Linked DNA regions of Callithrix jacchus: region 2 is linked to region 1. Evidence: chromatin contacts called from public Hi-C data. All regions are on one chromosome and are shown on one strand. The core of a region is the stretch at or near the end of the contact, and the rest is flanking DNA. Distances in the headings are between cores, read along the strand shown. Region 1 overlaps EIF3L (eukaryotic translation initiation factor 3 subunit L). Region 2 overlaps MICALL1 (MICAL like 1).

Region 1 (5,912 bases), core at 1,155-3,654:
GGTCTCAATCTCTTGACCTCGTGATCCACCCGCCTCGACCTCCCAAAGTGCTGGGATTATAGGCGTGAGCCACTGCGCCCGGCTTTTATTTCTTTATTTTGAGACAGAATCTCACTCTGTCACCCAGGCTGGAGTGCAATGGCATGATCTCAGCTCACTGCAACCTCTGCCTCCCGGCTTCAAGCAATTCTCCCACCTCAGCCTCCCGGGTACCTGGAATTACAGGCACATGCCACCATACCCAGCTAATTTTTATATTTTTGGTAGAGACCAGGTTTTACCATGTTGGTCAGGCTGGTCTCCAACTTCTGGCCTCAATGATCCGGACCGCCTCAGCCTCCTAAAGTGCTGGGTTGACAGGCATGAGCCACTATGCCAGGCCTTTTTAAATTTTTTATTTCTGTTTTCAGAAAGCCTACTGCCCTTCAGCCTGGGCAGCAGAGCAAGACCCTGCCAAAAAGAAAAAGAGGCTGGGCGCAGTGGCTCATGTCTCTAATCCCAGCACTTTGGGAGGCCAAGGCAGGCCGATCACTTAAGATCAGGAGTTCAAGACCAGCCTGGTCACGTGGTAAAACCTCGTTTCTACTAAAAATACAAAAATTAGCTGGGCGTGGTGGCTCGTGCCTGTAATTCCAGGTACATGGGAGACCGAGGCAGGAGAATCACTTGAACCCAGGAGGTGGAGGTTGCAGTGAGCAGAGATGGTGCCACTGCAAAAGAAAGCCTGAGGTTGGCCCTTTAAATTTTCAAGCTACTGGCTGACTGCTTGGGGTTTGGGGAATGGGGTTGGGCCTGTAGGAACTGCTGCATCAGCCTTCTCCAGAGCATCTCTTTCCAAGATCTCCCTCTGCGGGTGGCCAGCTCTCCTCTCCCTCCCTGGTATTTCCTAATATGGGTGGATTCACTGCCTGCTCTTGCCCATCCCTCCCCACTTGGCATTGTTTTCCAACTTAGACAGGTCTGGCTAGTTCCTGCAGCCTGGAGGACAGGAAGCTCTGTTTTGCATTACTTGGTGCATTCCTTATCTTGCCCTAGGAGAGGCCTTGTGGGTCAGGCCAGACACTGTAAGGGTGTAGGTAGCTGTGGCCATTGCTAGGGCTGCTGTGTCCTGGTGCTTTGAGTTCTCCAGCAGAGGTCAGGCTCTTCCTGCAGGATCTTGACAGCCCTGCTGCTCTTTTTACTTTCTGGCTGTTGAGATCACATCTGTCAGGGGGGTGGGCTGGGGGTGTCTTCTAATAAGGATCCTGTTCCTTGTGAAAGGAGAAAGCTTCTGGTATTTCCCCTAACTGAATTAGTAACTTGAAAAGTCTGGCCACTCCGAATCCTTTTTCTGTCAGATGGGTAGAGCGGTGTTGGGTATGGGTTTGTTGCATGTGAAGGGCAGGTAAAAGAACAATCTGCGTGAACTGTGCCAGGGCCGTATGAATGTCATGGCTTTTCCCACACACGGTGGACACCCACATCAGAGACGGCCTTTCTTGGCTTCAGAGGAGCAGCTGGGAATCTGACCTAGTGATCATACACACTGTGGGAAAGGCGTTGGGGAAATCCCTGTATGTAACTTTGCTTTTCTTTCTCTTCTAGCTTAATCGAACCCTGAAGAAGATGGGACAGAGACCCTGACGACATTTACACACATCATTCAGGAGCCTGTTTTGATATATTTTAGGCAGGAAGTGTTTTTGCTGATCTGTGAAACCTTCACTTAGATCAGCCATCAGCCTGTCAACTCAGTTAACAAATTTAGGACCGAAGTGTTTCACGTGGGTCTCAGTAAAGGATCTCTGGAGCCAGATGTGTCATCTCATTATTGTAGGGAAGACTCTGTGGGTCGTGGCAGTAATACATCGTTTCCCGGGTGTCCTGATGCTTTCAGGATGCCTCGGTTACTAGTGTTTAGATTGAATTCTTTTTTTTCTTTTTTTGAGATGGAGTCTCACTCTGTCTCCCAGGCTGCAGCACAGTGAGTGGTGTGATCTCAGCTCACTGCAACCTCCACCTCCCAAGTTCAAGCAATTCTCCTGCCTTAAATACCTGGGATTACAGCTGTGTGCCACCCCACTCAGCTAATTTTTTTATTTTCAGTAGAGATAGGTTTTAACTTGTTGGCCAGGCTGGTCTCAAACTCCTGACCTCAAGTGATTTGCCCACCTTGGCCTGAAGTGCTGGGATTACAGGTGGGATTATAGGCATGAGTCACTGTGCCCGGCCCCAAAGGAATTTTTTAAAAGCCTCTAGTTGTAAGTCCAGACATTTGTAAAGCTCTTGGTATCTTTCCGAGCTAGCCTTCCTGTCTTGCCTTGTTGGAGCCAATTGAGTGGCCCAGTGCCAACCAGGGCTCCTTAACCACCACTGCCTGACTACCACATGGTTCCCTGGTGTAGGGAGGGTGCTGTGCACTGATTCCTCCTAAAGAATGTTCGTGCTTTGTCCCCCATACCCTGATGTTTGGCGATGGTGGCTTAGAGGAACTCAGACTCAACTGGGCAGCCCCCGGGTTAACGTGTTTGAAATTCAGTGCCAGAGCTTCGTGGTTCGTGTGATAGTTCTCTGTCATCAAAAGTTTTGCCAGGTCAAAATGTGCGTGTCTGACATGGCCTCTTGGCACTCTTCTTGCTGTGAGACGGGCCAGTGCAGGAGCCCGGGTCACACAGACCCAGTGTGTATGAGTGCCTGGCTTGAGGCCATCTCCCAGCAGCCTGGTCCAGGCTCAGCAGCAGTGTGGGGCAGCCAGCAACTCCTGTGAGGGGGCAGGCACAGCTGGACTCTGCCTGGCACCGCTTGCGGAATGCACAGCGCTCATCATCTGTGGCCAGCTCAGGACTTTTATTCCATTAGTGCAGAAGAACCGGGTTTATGATCCTCCCATGCTAAGGAGAGCAAGGGCTTTGTTACCAGGGAATGGGGAGCTCTGGGTGGTACCGGTTTCCAGAAGTTTCTGCACCAGCAAGAGAAGGGAGCAGCAAAGTGTGTGGGCTTGGACTTCTCGAACCGAGGTCTGAGTCCCGACTGCCACATACCAGCTGAACCAAGTTATGTAATCCTCAGTGCCTCACCTTCTTATCTCAAGTGGGGTTAGCACCTACCTCAGAATTGTTCTATGCACCAAATTCAGTAAAATTCACATGAACCTGGCGGTACTGTGTGATAAAGGGAGGAAGGCCTTAGCAAAACTCCAGAGAGGGCCTGTGTAGACAGTGTGGAGGCCCATTCACATAGGTCAAGGCCCTTGTCTAGAGCAGCCAGCCACAGAGGAGCTGGGCCCCATGCACAGTGGCTGCAGCAGGCATGAGGGGAGAATTCGAGAGATTGGGAGGCTGCAGAGGACAGGACCTGGATGTGGCAATTGAGTGGATGTAGAAGCTTCAGGGAAGGGAAATGCCCAGTTCTGAGGCTCTGTGAGATGGGGGTGGTTGCTGGAGCAGGTTGGGACTGGAGGAGGTAAGTGCAAGTGGGTAGGGAACAGGAGTTGAGTGTGTGTGTTTCATGTTTTTTTTTTTTTTTTTGAGACCAAATTTTGCTCTTGTTGCTCAGGCTGGAGTGCAGTGGCCTGATCTGGGCTCACCATAACCTCCGCCTCCCAAGGTTGAGCAGTTCTCTTGCCTCACCTTCCCAAGTAGCTGGGATTACAGGCATGCACCACCACGCCCAGCTAATTTTGTATTTTTAGTAGAGACAGGGTTTCTTCGTGTTGGTCAGGCTTGTCTCGAACTCCCAACCTCAGGTGATCCATCCGCCTCAGACTCCCAAAGTGCTGGGGTTACGGGCATGAGCTACTGCTCCTGGCCGGGAACAGGAGTTTAAGGAGCCTGTGGGACATCCAGGTGGAGGTGCCCAGGGCCTAACAATTTGGGCAGAGGCAATAAACAGCTGGGGCTGGAATCCTGGTCTCCAGGCACCCAAGCTAGAGCCCTTCTTCCTCACACAACCTCCTCCTGGTGGGCTTCACACACATCTTTCCACACAGTCCCCCCTCTGCTGCGTGTTTCTCCCACACTAGGCTGTGAGCCCAAGATGGTGGGGGACACTTTTCCTTCTATTACGGCCTTGATGGCCTCGTCTGGGAAGTGAGGCAGTGGGACTAGCTGCTGTTGGGGTTGCAGCCTTGCAATCTAGAATTCTGAGTGACATCCTAAGCATCTAAACGGGCCAGGAGCTCTGTGAGGACCCAAGGAAAGAGGCAGCACTTGGGAGCTATGACCCTTTTGGTTAACTTATTCCACTGAATGAATGGTGAATGCAAGAGGAAGGAAGTTAATAAGGATTGAATGCAACAATATCAGTATAGGAATAAGGCTGGAGCGTGCCTTAAATCCTGTCTGGAATGTAGCGGCACAGATGAATGGATGTGCTCTCCAGCCAGCCTTTAGCCAGGGGAAGCCGTGGCTGTGCCCGCGCAGGCTCTTGCCAACAGTGGCCTCTCGTCCCCACCCCCAGCCTGCCCTGCAGACAATATGGTGTGTGCTATGGCTGGGGTCAGGAGCCCGCCTCCGCTGTGGGGGAAGGCCACCAAGAAGAGGCTGAGAGGTAGGCAGGGGAAAGGTCCAAAGCCTGATCAGCAAGTTCCTGAGATTGTCCCGAAGGAGACGGTAGGAGAAGCAGCAATTTGTCTTGGTTCCTGTGGCTCTACATTCCTGTCAAGCCTGCAGCTGAAAACCTGGCTTTTCTTTATTTCTGGCCCCACCCCGCCCCTATCCAGCCACTTGATTAAGATCAAGTTACCTCCTTCATGCCCTCATCCCACCCCTACTTTTTTTCCTGGAGCCAGTGGATCCTGGGAGGGTGGACTTCACTCTATAGTCATGGTTGGGAAGTGGAAGGAGTCTAGATTCAATCCCTGACGCTGACCCTTAAAACTGGAAAATTCCAGCAGGGCGTGGTGGCTCACGCCTGTAATCCCAGCACTTTAGGAGGCCAAGGTGGGCAGATCACCTGTGGTTGGGAGTTCGAGACCAGCCTGACCAACATGGAGAAACCCCATCTCTCCTAAAATACAAAATTAGCTGGGCGTGGTGGCGCATGCCTGTAATTCCAGCTACTCGGGAGGCTGAGGCAGGAGAATCTCTTGAACCTGGGAGGCGGAGGTTGCAGTGAGCCAAGATCGTGCCACTGCACTCCAGCCCGGGCAACAAGAGCAAAACTCCGTCTCAAAAACAAATAAAAAAAGGAAAATTCCAGGCACTTGGCTTAACTTCTCTGAGCCTCTGCTTCCTCGTCAGTCAAATGAGGAGAGTAATTCTCCCCTACCTGGGCCTTTCTAAGTGTCAGCATAGGCCCAGCACAGTGGCTCATGGCTGTAATCCCAACGCCTTGGGAGACTGAGGTAGGAGGATCACTTAGGCCTAGGAGTTTGAGACCAACCTGGGCAAGATAACAAGACCCCATCTCTGCAAATAGGTAAAATTAACCAGACATGGTGGTGCGTGCCTGTAGTCCTAGCCACTTGGGAATCTAAAGTGGGAGGATTGCTTGAGCCGAGTTCAAAGTTATAGTGAGGTATGATCACACCACTGTACTCCAGCCTGAGCAACAGAGCAAGACCCTGTCTCTAAATCCAAGCATATCGAACTCGGGTATAAGTGTTGGGATGACTCATATCCGTCCCGAGTGTATTGTATCGCCCAGGGTTGAGTTGTGCTCTGTCTAACCCCTGCTCTATTTAGAGGAAAGAGCAGCTCACTCCTAGAACTTCACAAGTGTCACTTGCTAACAGGAAGAGCAACAGCACCACATATCCACATCCTCAGGTAGCTGGGGGACAAACTGACCTCTTCCGGTGTCTGACAGCCCCTTCCTTGTCACTCGGGCCTCAGAGAGAGGTGGCCTTCCTGTGTCAGGAAGGCTAAGAAACCGTTTCCCATTCTGCCTGCTTTTGCCCTGCAGAGCAGGCCAGATTGATACTGAGGGGTAGT
Region 2 (5,912 bases), core at 1,192-3,691, 37 kb after region 1:
AGGAGCTTGGCTGGCAGTTGGGAGGAGGGAAGGGAGGGAGCAGCCTTGGCTGCGGCTGGAGGGGCGGCCAGTGCCTGGTCCCAGCTGCCTGGCTAAGTGAACCCCTGTCCTGTCCCCTGGCAGATGTCGGCGGTGCTCCAGCACTCTGCTCCCTGGGGCTTACAAGAATGGGCCCGAGGAGGGCACCTTTGTATGTGCAGAACACTGTGCCAGGCTGGGCCCAGGGGTGCGGTCGGGGACCAGGCCTGGGTCCTTCCCACAGCCAAAGCAGCAGCACCAGCAGCAACTCGAGGAAGATGCCAAGGATCCTCCAGGAGGCAGCCCCAGCTCCAGTGCACCTGCAGGGGCTGAGGCAGATGGACCCAAGACCAGCCCTGACTCCCGGCCCCAGATCCCTACCAAGCCCCGGGTTTCTGGCAAACCTCAGGAGCTGGCCAGCCCCCCTGCTGGCCGCCCCACACCCGCCCCCAGGAAGGCCTCTGAGAGCACAGCCCCAGCACCCCCCACGCCCCGGCCCCGCTCCAGTCTGCAGCAGGAGAACCCGGTGGAGCAGGCCAGCAGCAGCAGCCTGATGAATGGTGAGCAGGGTCCAGTCGGGGCAGGGTGCGCTTGGTGACAGTGCACGATCTGTTGAAAAGTCTGCCGGTCTGGGAGTGTTTGTGGGCCCCTCTCCGTCTGTGCTGCTAATGTACTGTGCTGTTCTGGGCCTCCCTGTGTCTCTGAGATTATTATTATTATTATTGTTATTTATTGAGACTGAGTTTTGCTCTTGTCCAGGCTGGAGTGCAATGATGCGATCTTGGCTCACTGCAACCTCTGCCCCCCAGGTTCAAGCAATTCTCCTGCCTCAGCCTCCTGAGTAGCTGGGATTACAGGCATGCACCATCACATCTGGCTGATTTTGTATTTTTTTTTTTTTTTTTTTTTTTTTTTTTAGTAGAGACAGGATTTTTTCATGTTGGTCAGGTTGGTCTTGAACTCCTGACTTCAGGTGATCGCCCGCCTTGGCCTCCTAAAGTGCTGGGATTACAGGCATGAGCCACTGCAGTCGGGGTCCTTACTTTTTTTTTTTTTTGAGATGGAGTCTCTCTGTCATCCAAGCTGGAGTACAATGGCATGATCTTGGTTCACTGCAACCTCCACCTCCCAGGTTCAAGCAATTCTCCTGCCTCAGCCTCTGGATTAGCTGGGACTACAGGTGCATGCCACCATTCCTGGCTAATCTTTCTATTTTTTTGGTAGAGATGGGTTTTCGCCACATTGGCCAAGCTGGTCAGGTCCTGACCTCAGGTGATCCACTGTCTCGGCCTCCCAAAGTGCTGGGATTACAGGTGCGAACCACCACACCCAGCCTGTTTCTGAGGTTATTAGTGGCTGCCACAAATGCTGAGTTCCTGCGGCCTCGCCGTGCTCTGTTCTCCATGCTGGGACGGTGCAAACAAAACACAGCCAGGCCCCCACCCCTGCACTGCCTCCCTCTGCATGCCTTTATGTGTGCTCTTTTGCATCTTTCTGGGGGCTTTAGTTTCAGAGTGTATAGGAAGTGCCACTCCGCATGTACCTGTGTGTCCCTGAGGTCTCTGGGACTTTGCACATTGGTGCAAAGTGTGTCCTGGCCCATCCACAGGCACACTGCAGGTGACCTCCATGCCCAGCCTCTATGCTTGTCCTGCAAGAGGAGAACTCAGGGGCTTGGGGGAGAGCAGAGGGGTCAGGTGCGCCCCTGAGCCAGTGTGAGCTCCAGTGGAAACCCCTGGCCCATTCTGTGGATGCATTCTCCCCCAACCCCACATTGTGGAATGCTCCCAGACGACCTGCCCGGGTTTCCATGAGCTTGTAGGATTGAGACTCCTTGTAACCCGAGGTGTTCTGGGCAGCACTTATCATTCTGTTAGAGAAGGCACTGGCCACGGGGAAACTCCCACGGTCACCCTGTGCCTTGCACCAGAACATTCTGTATGTTAGCTCTTGTGGAGGCTGGATCTGAGCTGGGGACACAGACTGTTCAGGCCTATTTGTGCCTTCAGGGTGCTCCTAGCATCAAGTTGGAGACAGGCACGGACACGGGGGTTTCAGTAGAGTGTGGAAGTCTTGTTAAGAGGGAAGGAGGGGAGCAGGGGCTGTTGTGGGATTCACGGAGGACACTTGGGAGTCAGGGGCTGCCAGGCGGAGGTGGCTCCTGGGCTGAGTCGAGATGATGTTTCCTGCCCACATTGGGGAGGTGGCTGAGGGGATTTGGATTTCCTCTTCTCAAATGAAATATAAATGGCCTGGCCTTGACCCCTGACTGTTCTCAGTCATGGTGCTTATCTAGTCTCCATGGGCTGGGCTGGGAGGTGCTAGGGTGCAGGAGGAAGGTGGGGCATTCCTGGGGCAGTAGGTGCTGTGGCTGGCTCCCTGGGTGCCCACCTCCTCCTACCCATGAAGGCCTGGCTCACTCTCCTTTCCCATCTAGGAAGACTGCACGAACCACCTATCCCCAAGCCAAGGGGGACACCGAAGCCATCCGAGGGGTATGTCAATCCCTGAAAGGCTTTCCTGCTTTGGAGGCCCTGGTGGTTGTAATTGGGGTACTCTGGGGCCTGGTTCAGGGAGAGGCTTCCTGTGGATGGGCAGGGTGGGGCTCAGGAGGGGAAGGAGAGCTGGGCCCACAGCCCTCTCTACTGAGGCTTACCCCAGGATTCCTGGCTAATCTTTCCATTTTAATCAGCTCCTTCTCAGGTCCCTGCTCCTGTAGGCAGTGCCGGGTGCAAGCAGCCACCTCTGGGATCTGTCTCCTCTCCAGGTTCCTTTGCCCTGTAATGTGGGAGGCCGAGGCTCGATTATAGAGTTGATTTGAGGCTTAGCAGCAGAGTATAGAAAGACCTGGAAAAGGCCAGATGCGGTGGCTAATGCCTAATGCCAGCACTTTGGGAGCTCAGGGCAGGCGGATCACCTGAGGTCAGGAGTTTGAGACCAGCACGACCAACATGGAGAAACCCTGTCTCTACTAAAAATGCAAAATTAGCCGGGCGTGGTAGCGGGCTACTCAGGAGGCTGAGGCAGGAGAATTGCTTGAACCTGGGAGGCTGAGGTTGCGATGAGATCGCGGCATTACACTCCAGCCTGGGCAACAAGAGGGAAACTCCATTTCAAAAAAAAAAAGGAAGAAAGACCTGGAAAAGCTCAGCTGTTGTACCTGTCCCTCCGGTCCTGCACACAGGAGGACTCTGCTTCACGGGAGGACATCTACTTCACCTATTATTTGGGGGCCATGCTTCCCCCATGTGGTCGATCTGTAGAGAGTGAGGTGGGCCATGTTTGTGCCGGTCGCTAATGTTTACTGGTTTACTGATTCCCTGGCACTCAGCAGATGCCCCACCACCCTGCCCAGTGCTGGACTCAGTAGCTCACTGCCTTCTTACACTGACCCTGTGAGACAAGGATTATTATCCACCCCTTTGAGCGGAAGGGGAGACTGATACAGAGAGAGGACAGGTGACTTTCCCAGGTTATATGGGTTGTAGATGGCAGAGCCCCTTGGCGATCCTTTCCTGGGCTGGGTTAACAGCGGCTCTGTGACTTGAAGGTCTACCTTCTCTGGGCCTCAAGGGCTGTGACTGAACAGTCCATTTCAGACTGGCCCCGTGGGGCTGGGGGTGGAAGAAGGGAAATGGCCGTTTCTCACCCACCTCCTTTGAAGTGGACTCAAAACTGTCCAGAGAGAGAAGGAAGCTGACCCCTTGCTTCTGTTAATGGTTTCTGCTGCCTCCTGCCTCCCCGCAGGACACCAGCCCCCAGGAAGGACCCCCCTTGGATCACACTGGTGCAGGCAGAACCAAAGAAGAAACCAGCCCCACTTCCCCCAAGCAGCAGCCCTGGGCCACCAAGCCAGGACAGCAGGCAGGTGGAGAACGGAGGCACCGAGGAGGTGGCCCAGCCCAGCCCGGCGGCCAGCCTGGAGCCCAAACCCTATAACCCCTTTGAGGATGAGGAGAACGCAGAGGAAGAGGCTCCAGCTGCACCCGACCTGGCTACCAGCCCTGCCCTGGCCCACCCAGAGTCCACACCCAAGTCTCTACACCCCTGGTACGGCATCACACCTACCAGCAGCCCCAAGACAAAGAAGCGCCCTGCGCCCCGCGCTCCCAGTGCATCCCCACTGGGTGAGTGCCTTTCCTGCAGCTCTCCTGACAGTCGGAACTCGGAGCGGAAGGGTGGCAGGTTAGCCCAGGCCTGGGGAGGGGTCTGGTGAGGCAGAGCCTCCCAGGGCAGGCACCACATGTTTCATAGGTGTCCTCATTTAATCCCAGAGCAAACCTGTGAGGAGGTATTGTCACCCCCACTTTGCAGGTGAGGAGACTGAGGCACAGAGAGGCTAAGTAGTTTTAGTAGTTTGCCTACTTAAGTTTAAGTAAAGCCTCTCGGTGCTTAAGTGGTAGAGGCAGCACTTGAACCCAGGGAGTCCGGCCAGAGTCTCTCTTCACCCTTCCTGACATGCTCATTAAACGTGCTGTCCAGTGATGTGCTCAGTGCAGCAAGAGGCTCACAGAGGCCAGGTGCGGTGGCTCAAGCCTGTAATCCCAGCACTTTGGGAGGCCAAGGCGGGTGGATCACAAGGTCAAGAGATCACAAGGTCAACATGGTGAAGCCCTGTCTCTACTAAAAATACAAAAAATTAGCCGGGCATGGTGGTGCTTGCCTGTAATCCCAGCTACTCAGGAGGCTGAGGCAGGAGAATTGCCTGAACCCAGGAGGCGGAGGTTGCGGTGAGCCGAGATCGCGCCATTGCACTCCAGCCTGGGTAACAAGAGTGAAACTCCGTCTCAAAAAAAAAAAAAAGAGACTCACAGAAAGCACAAGGGAGGGGTTTGCTCTAATCCTGCCCAATGCTGTCACTGTCACTGTGGTTGCCAGGTGACTTGGGCTCTCACCTGGGCGTGTGTGATCAGGTGTAATGCTCTGAGCTGGTCCTTCCCTGAGTCTGTCTGCAGTCCCCCATGTGACGTGGTGGCTCAGCTCCAGGCTGCTGGGCCTCCTCTGGCCAGATCTTCCCCACTCACCCAGGCATGCTGGAGTTTTTGGCCCTCACCTTCACCTCGGCTGGGTCTGGCCACCTCTCAGAGCTCCGTGGGACCCCCTCAGACAGTGGGGCAAGAGCATACCAGAACTGGCAGAGGCAGGTGCTCAGTCCTGGGACCCAGCTGAGCCTGTCTGAGTGGAGGCAGTGGGCAGCTTCGGGGCACAGCAGGGGAGCATGGGCTCTGGAGTCAGATGCAGTGCTTTTAATCCCAGCCCTTGCTGGGGCGAGCGCCCTCTCCTCTCTGAGCCTGTTCCCTCATCTGGAAAATGCAGATGATGTCTTTGGAAGCATCATGTCCATCAGCCACGAGGAGATAAATTGGTGCCCGGCAGCGCCTGGCCCAGAGCTGGCGGCTGTGAGGGCTGCCTGCCTGTTCCTCCCCTCCCTGCACTGCAGATCCGGGCAGAGGAGGTGCCACCTTGCTTCCTCTGGCTTTCCCAAGGTGGTTTTGCTGTGGGTGCCCTCAGGCACGAAAGGGGCTGTGAAGAGCGTGGGGAAATGGAAGCAGCGGGTGAACGCGAGGCGGGTGGGGTGGACTCGGGTGGCTGGATCACTTCATGACTTGGTGCTGCCCAGCGTTTGCCGTTCCCTGGGCCTTGGCCCCGTCTCATGTGGAGGGCTTGGGTTTCCAGGACTGCCTGGAGCTCTGTTGAAAGTGGAGCCCGGGGGTGGGGCTGGAAGCCCTTGTCGTGCTCCCCTTGTGAGGTGTCCTGGTGCTCGTCTGCACAGCTCTCCACGCCTCCCGCCTTTCGCACTCGGAGCCACCCTCGGCCACACCATCGCCAGCGCTCAGCGTGGAGAGCCTGTCGTCTGAGAGCTGCAGCCAGACTGCGGGTGGGGAGCTGCTGGA

Evidence for each region. Hi-C and Micro-C count contacts between places; a contact is called where the count stands out from the background.
Region 2: a Hi-C map of induced pluripotent stem cells shows a contact between it and region 1, with 2.5 times the contacts expected there. The contact joins two enhancer-like sites. A contact is called at or near these places in 3 of 3 Hi-C or Micro-C datasets (induced pluripotent stem cells and skeletal muscle).

What each region holds. Positions count from the first base shown.
Region 1 is chr1:208,891,692-208,897,603 of calJac240_pri, forward strand. EIF3L (eukaryotic translation initiation factor 3 subunit L) reads left to right here. Exons shown (of 13, transcript XM_002743761.6): 13 at 1,585-1,793. The coding sequence ends at 1,623. Among named protein-coding and RNA genes, the nearest start is that of MICALL1, 15 kb to the right of the region's middle. Within about 2 kb of position 2,405, at least 4 of the 16 cell types and tissues checked have an H3K27ac peak or open chromatin away from gene starts, as enhancers often do.
Region 2 is chr1:208,928,365-208,934,276 of calJac240_pri, forward strand. MICALL1 (MICAL like 1) reads left to right here. Exons shown (of 16, transcript XM_078340338.1): 6 at 124-578; 7 at 2,456-2,513; 8 at 3,766-4,145; 9 at 5,792-5,912. Among named protein-coding and RNA genes, the nearest start is that of MICALL1, 21 kb to the left of the region's middle. Within about 2 kb of position 2,442, at least 2 of the 16 cell types and tissues checked have an H3K27ac peak or open chromatin away from gene starts, as enhancers often do.